2 separate regions of the Mus musculus genome follow, and region 2 is linked to region 1. A link is a contact called in public promoter capture Hi-C data. All regions are on one chromosome and are shown on one strand. Each heading gives the region's core, a stretch centred on a gene start, on an enhancer-like site or on the middle of the called end of the contact. The rest is flanking DNA. Distances are from core to core; before and after follow the strand shown. Region 1 overlaps Asap2 (ArfGAP with SH3 domain, ankyrin repeat and PH domain 2). Region 2 holds the start of Iah1 (isoamyl acetate-hydrolyzing esterase 1 homolog).

Evidence for each region. Promoter capture Hi-C pulls out the DNA fragments that hold promoters and counts their contacts.
Region 2: a contact with region 1 is called in a promoter capture Hi-C map of pre-B cells. The contact joins the promoter of Iah1 here to the enhancer-like site in region 1. A contact is called at or near these places in 10 of 39 promoter capture datasets (the C10 cell line, cranial neural crest, embryonic stem cells and 6 more), 2 of 115 datasets of contacts at active chromatin or transcription factors (embryonic stem cells and heart atrium) and 3 of 9 other capture datasets (adipose tissue, liver and pancreatic islet).

Annotation. Positions count from the first base shown.
Region 1 is chr12:21,260,562-21,268,450 of GRCm38.p6, reverse strand. It overlaps Asap2 (ArfGAP with SH3 domain, ankyrin repeat and PH domain 2), which reads right to left. Exons shown (of 29, transcript NM_001135192.1): 26 at 3,271-3,320; 27 at 2,918-2,988; 28 at 2,441-2,563; 29 at 1-733. The coding sequence ends at 659. It also overlaps a transcript of Itgb1bp1 not described here. Among named protein-coding and RNA genes, the nearest start is that of Gm40855, 13 kb to the right of the region's middle. Within about 2 kb of position 4,225, at least 51 of the 459 cell types and tissues checked have an H3K27ac peak or open chromatin away from gene starts, as enhancers often do. A contact at or near this core is called in adipose tissue, liver and pre-B cells, where this site is marked.
Region 2 is chr12:21,311,943-21,319,831 of GRCm38.p6, reverse strand. It overlaps Iah1 (isoamyl acetate-hydrolyzing esterase 1 homolog), which reads right to left and starts at 3,440. Exons shown (of 6, transcript NM_026347.3): 1 at 3,320-3,440; 2 at 2,404-2,456; 3 at 1,786-1,934; 4 at 1-62. The coding sequence starts at 3,400. It overlaps Cpsf3 (cleavage and polyadenylation specificity factor 3), which reads right to left. Exons shown (of 18, transcript NM_018813.3): 16 at 7,465-7,534; 17 at 5,969-6,065; 18 at 4,776-5,184. The coding sequence ends at 5,083.

The DNA of each region.
Region 1 (7,889 bases), core at 2,976-5,475:
CCTGCTGTTAGCTGTGTTGTAATAACCCATCAGTAGTGTGCTAGGTATGACTGTTCACAACATGGGTCCTACAAACATGCGGGAGATCATGGCAGCTGCCACCTCACAGATGGGGAAAAGTACAAGGCTAACGTATAAATTGCCAAGTTGCTTTAAATAGACACTGGCTGAGTTTCAAAGGAATACATGTCTTTAAAGGTGAATGGATGGCATTGGTGGACAAGGTCCAGGGTAGGGCGACAGACCTGGAAGCAGTATGGTGCTGGCTTGCTAAGCTGACTGTGCTAAACAAGATAACCAATGTCGGAATTGGGCTAAGGAAAACTAAGAATCCCCCAAATTTGTTTAAGCTGTTTTTAGGCTCAGCTACTCCTGGAAATACAGGATCCTGGGTATACAGTTAAATAGCTTCTCACCGCCCCCTTAAGGAAATTGCTTTTCCTAGTAAAAGTATAACAATGTTTTGTAAAAACCACAACTTATTAAAACAACAACCTGCTTATATATAAAACTCGACTCTGAGTTTTCAGAACAGGACAGTATCATGAAAAGATGGGCTGCCGTATAACACAGTCCGTGAGACTGGCTATGGCTAGCCTTGGTACCAGTAACAAAACGGAACATAACGGTTAAACAAAGGCTTTTGTTCAGTGGCAGTTTAGTCAGCAATAAAGTGCACAAACGATACGGGAAACGCTCCTTTGCGGCTGGGCTCTCCATCGATGTGGCCGATCTGAAATGAGCAAGTTTGGGTTACAAGTGTTACAAACATGAAGGGGCAACACAGCATCTGTTCAGAGGAATCTCTTCCGCTAAAGAATGATAGAAAAACCGCCCGGCTGTCCTTTCTTTTTCCTTCCTGTCTGTGCTTGCTAGAGCTCCTGCCTCCTCCCACAAGCCTCGCATACCCTCAGATGGCTCCAGGTGAACACAGATGTTGCCCCTGGGCCCCAGCAATATGGAAGACAACAGGGAAGTCATCTGGCCCACTCTCCACTTAGTATATGAATAAAGAAACTATACTCAAAGTCATATACTTGGAGAAAGTATGATGTGTCTCCATATTTTATCAGGCATTTGTAGAAAGGCTTAAAAACATGCAGTCTGGGTAATAACAATTATAGCCACGTACAATCTCAGCCATGTTTATGATATTGGCAAACTCTAAAGGAAAATTGCCAAAGTGTGCTTTTTTTTTTTTTTTTTTTAAAAACAGCACTGAGAACTGTGGGTCCTCAGGAAGGGTGGGCCCTCTAGTTACGGCTAACATTCACTTCTTTTGCACCTGTCTGAATTTTTTGTACTTTTGGAAATAGATACTTTACACATGGCTAAGCCTGTGTGTCAGGTCAGTGTCTCCTTCATAAGGTAGTATGTAACATGGTGTGATTCCATGCCTGCTTCCAACTGATGGGTATTGATCTGTGTTTATGCTGAGGGGCAAGACCAGGTTCTCAGACAGTGCTGGATTCTCACCAGGCCCGGCCATGTGCAGGAACTTAGCATGTAGAGGAGTTGGGAGTTTGGTAGCTATGGCCCTTAATGGGCCTGTGCTGAGGGAGGCTGATCACAGAGCGGGTGGGGGGGTGGGGGTGGGGGACTTGCAGGGGGGGCAGTTACAGATCAGGTCAAACTCCCTGCAACTGTCAAGCAAAGTCCTCTCCAAGTCCTGAGGTACCTTTTGAAATACTTGTCTATGCAGCAGGGCCACGAGTGGCCACTGGGTGGCAGACCCTGCCAAGTGCTTTCTGTGTATACCCCATTCCACTGGTTAATTCCTGAACCCCACCCCGCCTTGTCTCATCACTGCTGCTTCTCATGGCGTCTTTGCCACAGTGCTGTGGACAACTTCCTCGCAGAAATGATGTCACCCAGGTCTATAGACCCCAAGCACCTGCTGCCAAGGTCCTCAGCTTGTAAGGGGTTGAGTCTGAGTTGCAAGGGCTTCTGGGAGAAGCCCAGTGTCCATGCCACTCTTATACTACCTGGATGCTGAGCAGCATAAAGCTTTTGTCGGGATCAAAAAGACATGAGGACTCCGCCCTGGAGCCCAGCTCTCTGGATGCCTTGCTCCATAAATTGGCAGTGAAAATCTAGGGCCCCAAGGCTCTTGGTTCAGGTCAAGCGTGTTATGAAAATGTAGCCTAAGTGGTCTACCCATCATTATAGTGAGGTGTTCACCTGAGGGACAGATCAGGCCCACTCAGAAGAAGGTGCCCACACAGGAGACACCAGAGATGAGGAAGGCACTGCTCATCAGACTGGTAGCAGCACCAGATCCAGATTGCTTAGGCTGAGAGCTTCCACTGTTCACAGGCCCCGTCGCCCCACCCTGACTTGTGCACAGACACACCCCATGGCCCCACCCTGACTTGTGCACAGGCCCCCATGGCCCCACCTTGACTTGCGCACAGGCCCCTGTGACCCCACCCCGACTCACCCACCACTCCTGATCCTCTTCCCCATCCACAATGATCACGTCGCCCTCAGAGAAAGTCAGCTCGTCTGGGTTGTCAGCCACGCAGTTGTAGAGTGCTTTCACTCGCTTGGGCTTTGACTTGGTCTACATCAGAAAAGGAAGTGTGAAGGCTAGGGTTGTAGGAAGCCAAGTTCTTAGCCAGAGAACAGGCCTCATGCTTTCTGCTTGCCTCATGAGCCATGTGCCTAGGCTCGGAAACCCACAGAGGTCAAGCAAGTGGGGCTGGCTGGGTGTAGCAGGAGCCTGGGCAGAGGCAGGAAATGAAACACCTGGGGTCTGGTGCTCATGGGGATGATGAGCAGAGGGCCAAGCTGGCCAGCTCCCCAGATCATGAAACAGCACCAGAAAGAAGCTCCCAGCCCTCCTCCAAGGAGCAACAGAGCCCGGCTGCCTCGGAGCCCTCTGACTAGTAGCAGGATAGCAGGCTTGTGCACTTACCGCCTGTGACTTCCTAGGCATGGGTGCTGGGGGCTGCAGGGCCATGGCGTTGGACAGAGGACCCGAAGCTTCTGTGCAGAGAGATCCACTGCGTTAGGGCCATGACAAAGCAACTTTATAGAACACCCCATCCCTATCCATCCACTTTAACTGTAAGACAATGTAAGAATCACAAGGTTATATCTGAAAGCAGGACTCTCCACAAGTTTGGTGGTTTCAAGAGAAAAGACCTGTATAAGGCAGTGAACTTCTTTATACCTGACCAGCTAGCTACCTAAAATCCATACCCCCCAACCCCAACTCCACCCCACCCCATCCCTGCAGGATCAACCTGTTCCAAGTTAAATAATTACCAGGTCCTCTCGGCTGTCCTTTGTTGGTCAGCGGGGTTGGCTTGTCAGTCCTACCAGGAAAGAAATACAGATTTATTGATCACTGAGGCCACGTGCTCTGACCTTAATCCCCTTAATGATAAAGGGACCTGCCATCAGTGCTTAAATTTGTGCTTGCTGTATCCCATCACATGTGCCTACTCCCCACTCTTGAAAAAAGGAAAGGTGTGGAGCCAAGTACTAGGTCCTGATCCTAGCCCAGGGCAGAAGCTAAGCACACATTCATCGTCTGCGTACTCTGGCCCCAGCCTGAGCCGCCATCATCATGAGAAAGGGAGGGGCTGAAGCTTAACCACAGGCCTGGGTGGCTCTGCCAGGGTCTGTGCTGGCACCACAAATCAGTGCCTCCTACACCTCTGAGCTCCGTGGTGCCTGCCCTGGGAACCAATGTTGTGGTCAAGGGGCAGAGCACAAGCCTATAGTCATGCCATGGAGACAAACAAGTGCTTCTTACAGTGGGCAGAGGGGGCTCTATCAACTGAGACCTGCCACTGGTATATATGCAGAGAGGTGGGACACTAGCTTTGTTCCTTCTCTAAAGGGAGCAGGGCCTGTGAAGGCCAAGAGAGAGGCTTTCCTCTCAGTTGCCTAGCCAGGCTGGTGGGACCTAGCAGAAAGTAAGACAAACAACTGGGCAGGCAAGCCTTGGGAGGGGCTGAGGAAGCAGGGAGGCAGCCTGGGATGGGATTCTTTCCGCAGCAAGTCACTTCCTTCACACACTTCCTCTGCAGTCCCAGTGGGTGCTGGTGTGTGCAGCCTCAGGACGAAGAGGTGAAGAACGAGACTTGGTTATAGTCTTATTTTTTTTCCCCAAGGGACTGAAAATCATACGAGCCAAGTTTCAGTTTGATTCCCACTGCCTCTGGGCGTGTATGTCCTAGCAGACACTATTAAGTGGAGTGGCCAACTTCCTATTCTGTGGTCAACTCAGATATGAAATGCTCATATGAGCTACTTAGCAGAGGGTCATAGTCAGCCTGTCTTGTCCTGAAAGGCCATGAAAAACAAATGCACCCAACACCCGGGAGGAAGAGGGGTCACAAGTTCAAGACTAACCTAGGCTAATACAAAAAAAGTAAAAAACCAAATGATGAATTTTTGAGTTAGTCTTCGTGGCAACTATTCATCTGTCTGCTACCAAGGTGGGAAGGTATCATGGATGATCTATCAGCGCACAAAGTGTGCCATGTCAACTTCACTTACAAGTGTGGTGGTTTGAGTGAGAATGGCCCCCTTACGCTCGTATATATGAATACTCGGTCCCCAGTTGGTGGAACTGTTTAGGAATGATTAGGAGGTGTGGTCTTTGGGAGAAGGTGTGTCACTGAAGATGGGCTTTGAGGCTCCAAAAGTCCATTCTATTCCCAGTTCTCCCTGTCTTGTGCCAGTGGATTAGGATATAAGCTCTCAGCTACTGCTCAGGGCCATGCCTGCCTGCCTGCTGCTATGCTCTCCACCCTGATGGTCATGGACTCTGACTATGGGACTGTGAGCCCCAATAAACTCCTTTTATAAGTTGGCTTGGTCACAGTGTCTCTTCACAGCAAGAGAAGAGAAACTAAGATGCAGGAATTTCACATGCCATGAAAGATTCTCAAATGAAAATTTCACCCACCACGTGTAAGTACAAAGCCCACTGACAGCTTGTGACTCATGGACATAAGCAGGGGTGGCAGCTTGCCTGTAGGCCCGCTCTTGCTGTCTCCTGCTCTAAAAGAACAAATATGGAATGACAGATTTATATCATGTTCAAAATAATTGGCAGCAGGTAGTGATGGCGGCGACAGCGGTAGTTCCTTTACAAAGAATATACACCCTGCCTTCCTTTACATGGAGTTCTACCAGCAGTGGCAACCTGGGTCTGTTAACCCAAATCTGTGGTAGACAAGCCACACCCTAACATCATCTGCTGTGTCACTGCACGCCTCCCCTTTCAGTTGGATTAAAACCAGTGACATGGCACTGGACAGAAAACTCATCCACAGCTCTGGCATGGCTTTTGTGATCCCTGGGGAAGTGGACAGGAGGAGGACGCTGGGAGCTGGGGCTTGCTGGCTAGTACCACTGTCTTCATCTGCCTAGAGAGTGCCAGGAGTCCTCTGCTCCTTGTCCAGAAATTTAAGAGATGACCTGGCACCTTGAAAAGCAGTATCTAGGAGCCAGAGAATCCAAGAACATTACAAGAGGAAGAGGAAGGAAACACGGTCAAGGAGGCCCAGTCCATGGCTGTCCAGCATAGGGGCTTGGGACGTACTTGTGACAGTGTAACTCAGCAGCCGACCTTAATCAAATCACCATTTACAAATAGTACGGTGTGGATGTGTACTTTGAGCTCTTGAAGGATGTCTTGACAAAGCAGTACAAGCGACATTCTGATTTCAAAATGCCAGACTGTGGCCTGGAGCTGTCAATCAGTGAGGAATGAGTGCACTCATAGAAGGTGAGAGGCTCTGGGTTCTATCCTCAGTATCATTATGGAAGTAGGATATAGGGAGAGAGAGAGAGAGAGAAAGAGGTGAGGGAGAAGGGAGGAGGAAGAAGGAGGAAGGAAAGAGGAATAGTGTATTGAAAATACACTTCCCAAGCAAAACAATTAGAAATGAAAATTCAAACCAAATGCACAAAGAACTGGAAAGGAGAGAACTTTGGAAGCTGGAAACGTCAGGAAGAATTATAACTAACCTAGTTGACTAAGCAGGAGACTCGTACACAAGTGTAACAAAAGCCCTGAACAGTCCTGAGTATATGGTAGTATCCCTGTCAGGCTAAGGGCCTCTGGAAGTGGGAGATAGGGCAGGCCATGCCATGAGCAAGAGGATTCACCAAGAATAAACCACAACAAGACCCCCAAAGCTAAGTCAGGAGCTGGACTCCCAGGTATCCCTCCCCAGCACACTGAAGACAGCTTCCATTCCAGGGAAGGCATAGGGCAGGACATCTCACCCTGGGACACCAAGGGCAGCTGGCAGAAACATCTCAAAAGCTGGAGGATCAACTATAAGATGAATTTTAATGTGACTCCCAGAATTCATACACCTTTTAGGCAGACACCATGAACCTAAGTTGTCCAAGGACGGGGGAATCGCTCAGACTCAAGAGTTCCACAGACAAACAGCCCCACTGTCTCAGGGAAACCTAGTGTTGGATCTGGATACAAAATGTTCCCCCAAAAGATTCTCATGCTTCAATGTCAGCTGCCAGGTGATGTACTTTTGGGACGTGAGTTCGTCCATTGATGGAGTCAAAATCTGGTAGCATTATTAAAGGGGAACAGCAAGCAGGAGACAGGGTCACCAGGGTCATGCCTTTCAAGGACCTAGCACATCTCTGGCTCACTCTCTACTCTGCTTCCTGCTGCTGTAAGGTAAACAGTTTTGCCCACACTGCCATGATGTTCTTGTCTTTCCACAGGCCGATTGTAATGGAGCCAAATGGCCTGTGGCAAGAACTGTGAACCAATACACACGTCTCTTTTTTCAGACTGTTTCTCTTGGCTATTTGTTACAGTGAGGAAAGAGCCAAGTGCAGTCTGCTAGTCAGTGATAACTGTCTAACCGGAGGCATGAAGAGAGGGCACAGGGGCACTTACAGGGAACACTACAACTACACAGAGGCACAAACCCAAGAAGCCAGCAAAGAAAAAGCCCTCTTCTCTCCCAAATTATTCAGTCCTTATGAAATGAGAGATAAAGTTCCCACAGAACAAAACTCCGATGGTATAAAAAGAGTTTGATTTACTATGAGAATCAACATTTTAAAAAAGGGTAAGTGGAGAAAACTTCTCTGCAAGCGTCCCCCCCCCCCCCCCAGACAAGGTTTCTCTGTATAGCCCTGGCTATCCTGGAACTCACTTTGTAGACCAGGCTGGCCTCACAGATCTGCCTGCCTCTGCCTCCTGAGTGCTGGGATTAAAGACGTGCGCCACCATGCCTGGCTGCAAGCGTATTTTTAAAACGGGCACAGAAATGACAGAGGAATTGAAGAAGATGGTGACAGAATGCCAGTTAATAAGAAAACCCCACTTCCCAGATACAGTGTAGAGCCCAGCTGGGGACTGTGCTTCCAACCCTACCTCTAGATGGCAGTGCCACCAGGCTGGCTTTGGTGAGCCATATGAGAAGCTAGCTGTCACCATCACCATCTTCAAAACTGACTCTGGGCCAGAGGCTAAGGAGGGAAGACTCAGAAAGACACAGGGCCTTGGGGCTGGGGTTCAATTGGGAACATATACCTGGATTTGTCCTCTGGGATAAGGCAGGGCTGTCAGAACAGTTGTGTTATTTGATAAAAACCAGATGGCACATTTAAGGGAAAGACCAACTCTGTCTGACAGATGAGACACAGGAATTATATTGAAAGTAGCAGGGCGTGGGGCTTCATGCATTTGAACAGAGAGGTTTGTCAGAGCCCAGCAGGGCAAAGGTCAGGCTGGGGGCAGGACTGAGTGGTCTAGTGACCAGACTAAAGATCCAACCTGGATGAGACAAGGGGTCAGTGACATAGCAGGGACACCTGGCCTGGATGGGGGCTAGAGGCTGCATGGCTAAGCATGGGTACCGGAACTAGACTTGGTCCAAGCA
Region 2 (7,889 bases), core at 2,191-4,690, 52 kb before region 1:
CACCATGTCCCTCAGGTTTGCGCTGTACTCATCCAAGGGGACGTGCTGCTTGGGGTTCTCATCTGTTCAAGACATGCAGCTCAGTCTCATGGTTTATAGAAACAATGGCAAACATGATGAGTATACTTTTGTTTATTTTTTTCCTTTTTGAGACAGTCGCTCATAGCCCAGGCAGGTTCTAAATTCACTATATAGCCAAGACAGGGTCTTACTATAGTCCAGAGAGCTTGGAACTTGCTATGTAGACCAGGCTGGCCTAGAACTCAGAGATCTTCTTGCCCTTGCCCTGGCCTCCCAAGTGCTGGGATTAAAAGCCTACACACCCACACTTAGCCTTAGTTTTATGTCAGACTGGGAAGGGAAGTGAACTGGACAGGCAAGCACTCGACCCACTGTGTGATAGCCCTATGATATTCCTAGGCCTCTGTGTTCTCTCTCTCTCTCTCTCTCTCTCTCTCTCCCTTCCTCTTCCCCTCCCTCTCACCCCTTCCCTGTTCTCTCTGCCCAAAGATTTCTTTATTTATTATACATAGTACATTGTAGCTGTCTTCAGACACACCAGAAGAGGGAGTCAGGTCTCATCACGGATGGTTGTGAGCCACCATGTGGTTGCTGAAATTTGAACTCAGGACCTTCAGAAGAGCGGTCTGTGCTCTTACCCTTTGGGCCATCTCTCCAGCCCGGCCTTTGTGTTTTGAAGACAGGCTGGCCCAGACCATGCAGTGATTCTTCTGTCTCAGCCTCCCCAGGCTAAGACCACAAGTATGTGCCACCACACCCAGGCAGGAATATATTTTTGCAAATTTTCAGTGTCACAGAGGAACTGTTGAGTTCCGAGACACAAAGAAAAGACTCCTTCCTCTTCAACCCATTTACTTGCATGGCTCACAGCTCAGGCCTCGGAGGCTGGCTAGGAGATTTTCAGTGTCCAGGTCTTTTCTCTAGGTTCCCCATCATCCGTAAGGCTGATGTGTAGGCTATGATGTAAGACTGCCCTACCTTCACTGACACTGGCTTTAACCCTCTGAAGCTCACAGTGTGCTCACTGGGAGCTGAGGTAATGGCAGGTCTGCCTCTTAAACTAGCCGTGAAAACCAGTCAAGTGTGTAAAGTCGCTCATCAGGCTTGCTGCCAGTCAGGCTGGCACACAAGCACTAGGCTCTCCGCAGACTCCGTGCGAAACACAGAGAGTAAAAAGCAAAGTTACCCATGAACCATCCTGGCCAGTCTTTCTCCATAATCACGTGATCTCCCATCACTTGAGAGGTAGAGGCAGAAAGATCAACTAGCCTTAGCTACTTAGTGAGTTTGAGGCCAGCCTGGGCTACAGGAGATCATGTCTCAAAAAATCAAACAAACAAAAAAACTAACAAAAAAGGACCCTTCTTTGTCACTAGAGGGTACATGAGCCTAGTCCTCCCCAAAAAACCAAAAACCTAACAAAGAGGACACTCCTCTGTCACCAGGGGGCGCATGCCCCAGAAGCAAGCCTTCTGCTGCCAACTGTATCAGCTGAGGACTTAGAGGGCAGGAACAGACAATGAAAAGTACTTTCAGGTGAGTTCAAGGAGGCGGTCATATGGGAAATGAGCCCTAGAGTACCTGAGCCAAATCTGACCACATCAAAGCCCAAAGAAACCCACACAGGCGAGCGAGCCCCAGGAACACTCAGTTCCCGGGAAAGCTTTCTACTGGGAGATACAGAAGCAGTCTGGTGGGAGAGTAATATAAACATGTATTTGTTTGAGTCCAGGCAAACCAAAGGTGATCTAGGGATGTCCTTACCTTTGAGTGAAGAGTCATTGGCACCAAAGAAGATTGTAACGGCCACTGGGTTTTCCATCCCAGGCCCTTTCCTGATAAGTCTTGGGAGGATAATCTTGGCCCATCTGGTGTTATAACCTGAAAATCCACGATTCAGAACATCACACTTTCTGAAAGAAATTGGTTAAAAAGATGGGTTATGAGCTAAGAGCATAACCTAGTCCTGGGAGCTGTCCATAATTAACCCGTGTTCTGTGAACCTTATGGGAACGCTCACCCTGCCCAGACTCCTCATGTCCCTCAATGAGATATGAATTCCATACAAGGGTCTAATTCTATACATTTTAGTGGTGACTCAAGGTACATCTAAAATGGACTTTCCGATAGACGTTAACCAAACGGGTACAGAACGTTAGGAACCCACTAACAGGCTGGTTTGAAAGGTTCCAGGAAGGCAGAGCAGCCAATACAAGTGCTGCTGGTTCCCATGTGGTAGAAACTCGATTTTGTTGAACCTGAATTCCTTTCCTTTAACATGTATCCAGGAGGGGAAAGCTAGCAGATAAAAGCCTCCACCATTCACTCTGACTATGCTTCCCACCAGAAAGTAGCCAAGTACAATCTAGGAACTGTTCTTACCTGACTAGTCTGTCAGCCAGCAACGAGCCCCATCCACCCTGCTGGAAAGAAAACTGAAGAAAGAAGTCTGTTACTACCCACACAGCTATACACTATGGCATGGTGGTGGGCCAGGCCTGTTAGATGCAGACTCCGTTTAGACACTCCCAGGCTTCTTTCTTGCCTTCCTTGCTTGGGAAGGTATTTTGAGAATTACTGTGGCTTCACTTGGAAACTCTCTGGACATGAGAGGGTTTTACTGTGACCTAACATTAGAGACATTCGTTATCTGAACAGCAGAAAGCTCAACTATGTTGAGTCAGCTGACATAATGTTATCCCATTTCTCCACAGCTGAAAACTAAGGAAGCCTATGCTCTATTGATTTCCCTGACAGTCATGGCAATCCTCCAGCAGTATTGCGCCATCTCGCCCACTCACAAAAACTTAATGCCCAATATCTAAAAACAATGTTGCCAATTACTAGGGAAAGCCAAGCCCGCGTACGAGTAAATTGTGGAGAAGCGTCTTTTTTTGTTTTGTTTTGTTTTTTAATCTCCCTGAAGGAAGGCATCTTGAAGAATTTCCTCAATCGGGAACTATATGTTTTCAGATAGGGTTACTTTTTCATGCTGTTGAAAGCATTGTTTTCAAAAACCACTTGGTACTGGACCTAAGCCGCTTGAGGAAGAGAGGAGTGAACTAGTCGGTTCAAAGTTCAAAGTAGCTTCGGTGAAGAACCCGCAGGAGGTTGCAACCAAGCGAAGGCGGACCCTTTAAGCTCCCGTGCACCCCGACGCGCACCGGGCCATCCAGAGTCCGGGGGAGTCGGGCAGCTCGGGATCCGTACCGGCTCGCGGAGCACGGTGGGGTGGGGGAGAACCGCGCCTGGACTGCTCCGACACGCACGCGGATGCAGCCGAGGGTGCGGCGGGTACCTGCGTGATGGAGTCCCCGAAGAGCAACACGCGAGGCCAGAGCAGAGCGCTCCCGCTAGCAGCTCGCTCGCACAGCGACATGGTAGAAAGCCCAAAACCCCGCAGGGCTGCGCCGGATGTGGAGGAGCCTCGCGCCGTGGGCGGAGCTAGCTGCGGGCGGGGCTAGCCGTGGGCGGGGTGAGCCCCAGATCAAACCTCTTTGCACTCAGGTCTCCTGAAGCGAGTGTCCCCGGCCGGGTGAGTCCTGCCACCGGTTCACCCCAACCCCGCCTCTCCGAGACTGGGGATAGCTGTGGTGCTTGGAAATCTCGTTTTTAGCAGGAGCACTCGTCCATTTTTGGCCATGCCCAAGTGGAGGATTTCCTCTTCCAGTACTGGACTTGATGGGCACAGTAAAAGATAGAGGTGTCTAGGGACCCTCACTGTAGACCGCCTGACTTCACGGTATCACATGCCCCAGCTATTAAAAGGAAATTTCTAGTTTTATGTAATAAATTTTTGTATGTTATGGGGGCCCTAGGCTTTTGGTATAGGCCAAAAACATGGGAATTTGGCTGTTTTATAGAAATTTCATTTTAAGGAAGTCAGATTTACACTGTTAGCAAAGCACCGGAGCGTTTACACACCCAAGAGGGTAGGTAGACAAGACAGGCTACATGGGCGAAGTTCTTTGCCTTGATAGTGTGCTCTGAAGGAGAAGCACTCCCTTGAGAAGGGTGACAATCCCAGCAAGGAACTGAAGTGTTGCTATTTTACATAGATAGCAAACCTGGCCTCCAGGTTCTTTCAGCATCGCTGCTCAGCCCCTACCTGGTACCCTGCCCCCAACCCTGGACTGTCCAGCACAGGGGCTGGACTCTTCTGTAGTAGTCAATGAACTTTTTTTTTTAAGATTTGTTTATGTATATGAGTACGCTGTTCAGATGGTTGTGATTGTTGGGAATTGAATTTAGGACCTCTGCTTGCTCTGGTCCAGCCCCAAGACTTATTTATTACTATATGTAAGTACACTGTAGCCATCTTCAGACAGCAGATCTCATAACGGGTGGTTGTGAGCCACCATGTGGTTGCTGGGATTTGAACTCAGACCTTCAGAAGAGCAGTCAGTGGTCTTACCCGCTGAGCCATCTTGACAGCCCTGGGACCAGTGAACTTGATGGCCCAACAAACCTGCGTTTTTTATGTACTTGAATCTGGCTTGAACTGACTAATTTTAACATCAGAGAAACATCACTGAGCTCCACCCACTTTCTCCTTGGTCTGAATTTTATGTCCTTTAGAAAACCAGACTAATGAACTAACTCACACTACATCTGAGGCATAAAACCCCATCTCTGAATTGAACATGTAGATCCCATAACAGATGAGTCCTAAAAGTGGTGGTTTTAGAATCATAAGCCAAGGAATTGGGTAAGGGTGTGGAGAACAGGGGTTTCAAAGCTGTGGCACAACATTTGCATTCAACTCAAAACTCAGATTTGCCAGTACAGACCAGAGGAAGACAGACGGAGAGCTGAAGATTTCAGCATACACTGCGGAAAGTGCCTGGAGGCAGACTCAGTGTGGTGCTCAGGCAGAAGTGGCTCCCTTGAGGATTAGTTGGAGAATAAAGGACACATCAGTTGGTGGTCCTGCAGTAGTCAAGCCATCTGATGCAAAAGTAAACAGGCACCCCCGGAGAAACTAAGGTTATTTTATTTGAAGAACAGAAGTTAACTCTTGGCTGAGTGTAAAAAAGTCTGGGAGTCTGGGAGGCAAGGCTGTCAGTGCACCGGCGTCAGAGCCTCGTACAGTCTCTGGGCGGCCAGTTCCACCATTTCTCGGAGGGATTCATCATCTTCACTTCCTTCTTCACATTCTACAGCCTGAAAATAAAAGCGCCAACTTCAGCCTAGAATTATCCCCTGCATGAAAATGAGCACTCTAAGCCCTGGAGGCAGATTGCCAGGATATGAGCCACAGACTCACCCTCCTGTCACCTGCAGTATCTCTGTCAACACAGTGACTGGAGAGCCAAGGGTGGGGTGGGGTGGGGGTGGGGGATGCCTAGAGCTTTGGACCAAAGAAAGCCCCCATCTCTGTTCATTTCTTGATGGCCATGCAACTGAGCCCGTGTAATACGAATTACTGAGCCAGCAATGAACTTGGTGAATTGTTCACCGCTGGGTGTGAATTTGACTTTAACCATCCAACAGCCACTGCCTTGCGGCTGCTGATTTAAACTGTTAGTCTCACTGTACACACGGTACTCCACTCTTGTTGTAGCCCAGGCTAGGCTGGAGCTGGGGATCGTCTGCCTCAGCTCCCTGAGCAGTGGCTTACAGACATGCATTACATTACCCACCGAGCTTAGAGCAGCTCATGTGGTACAGCCCAGCTACAGAGCACAGTTCCAGCCCAGCCTGGACTATAGTGTTACTGTTTTAAAGCTGGTGTAGTGATGCCTGCCGGATACTCCAGCAATGGTGAGGCTAAGGCCAGCCTGGACTACAGGATAAGAACCTATCTTGTAAGACCCAAGGCTTCGTTCCACTAAGGCACTCACCATCTGAGCCACCAAACTGCTCCATCTAACTGCCAGGGCTGCAGTCTTATTCCTATTGTCACCCTACTCCTCAAAAGTCTTGACACACTTGGATAGCTACGTACCCGAGTCTCCAGATTAATATTTGCTGTTTTCCCGTCCACTGTGACACTGAGGACGGAGTCATCTTTCACACTGACACAGTCTTCTCCAAATATGTCCCTTTAAGTGAACAGAAATTCGGCATTACTGGGAAAGTCCAAATTCACCTGTTTGGGGAGGAGGTCCAAGTCCTTCTCTAACTCGTCCAAGTTAGGATGCTTTTAGCTGCCCAGGAGACATCAACTTACAACAACTACTAAAACAGCTCGACCCACGAGAGTGCTGTACTGGTTTTGCTTTTGTTTTTAATTTAATACTGAGGATTAAGCTTGGGGCCTCACACACATTAGGCAGAGACATGGCACACCCCACAGCCTATTCTGAGATAGGGTCTTACTACATTGCCTAGAATGGCCACCAGTTTCTATGCAGCTACAATATGCTTGCACTGTGACCCTCCAGTTTGGGACTAACTAGGGCAATACAGTGAAATAATCTCTTAAAACATGAAACAAAACAGAAAACCAACAAAAAGCCATTATTAAAATTTATTTAAATTTCAGTATGAAATTTTAGAAAAATGTAAGTAACAAAAAAACCCTTCTGAACACTAAGATGTCTAATTAGGTTAATTTCGATCTGAAGGCAGAAGCAGCCTTGTCAGGGTTTGAACCTGCACCATCCCCCAGAGGCTCAATGTTATGGGCTTGGTGACCAGCTGATGGGCTCTGACTTAACGCACTGATCCCTAATCTGACAGACTTACAACACGCTGGCATTGCTGCTACTGCACTGGCAAGCAGGATGCTAGCCTAGGTGAAGAAGCTGGTCACTGAGAGCATGGCTGATGGGTCCAGCCTAGGACTTGAAGGGAATAGCTTGTGACTCTGAAGCACAGAATACATACGTGAGTTTCCTCCTCTACGACACAGTCCCACCACCATGACGCTATTCTTCATGTCAGGCCAAAGCCAAGGCTACCTGGCTATGGCAGAGCCCTCTGAAACCATATGGCAAAATGTATCTTTCTTCCCTCTGTCTTTTGCATGCAATTGTCCATAATGAAAAATTAAGTTATTCATTCATAAAACAAGCAAATGAGAGATCAGCACTGTTAGGTGCAAAAACTAAGTTAGCCATCTGCTATTAAGAGCTTTCCTAAGACTGCTTGGAAAAGCTTCCTAAATGAGGCTTAAAGAACTTCTACAGAAAGGCACTTGGCACCACAAACATAGGAGTCTAGAACACCTGCTTTACCAAGTAATTCACACCCAAGCAAACATTTAAAATAGTTCTTAAAGGCACAGTGACACTGAGCTGAGACATCAGCACCCAGTGGATAACTCTGCTAGCTTCCTAAGCATCCCTGAGGCTGGTTAGGCAGGGCACTGGCACTTGGCACTAATACAGTGTGAACTTGGACATGACTTGGTATGGGGGGGGGGCAGCACAGGGACACACTGTGAGTCCAACCCTCCGCTCACACAGCCGCTCCCCCCACCCCCGGCTCCTTACTTACTGGAGCATGACCTCCAGCCTCTTGCTGTAAACGTGCATCTCTAGCTTCTTAGAGACCTTCTGTACTGCACCTGGAAGACAGACAGGTCAGCCTCCACATTCCCATTGACAGTCACTACACAGGTTACCAGAGCAGTTCCAGAGGCGGGAAGCAACTTCCCAGGAAAAGCATGTGATAAGCTACCTTGCCCACTACGACACATTCATGTGCACTGTGTTATTTCATGTCCTCTGACCTTACAGTCCACTTTTGCTTCTTATATTTCTCAACTTCCATTCTGAGGAGAGGTGAGCAAAGTTACAGGTTCAACAATTTCAGAGCACATACTTGAGCCCAAAGATCTCTTTCGAATCTAAATGTTATGTTCATTTAACATCCTCTGATATATCATCTGCTGATGAATGTTTTAATAAAAATCAATGCTT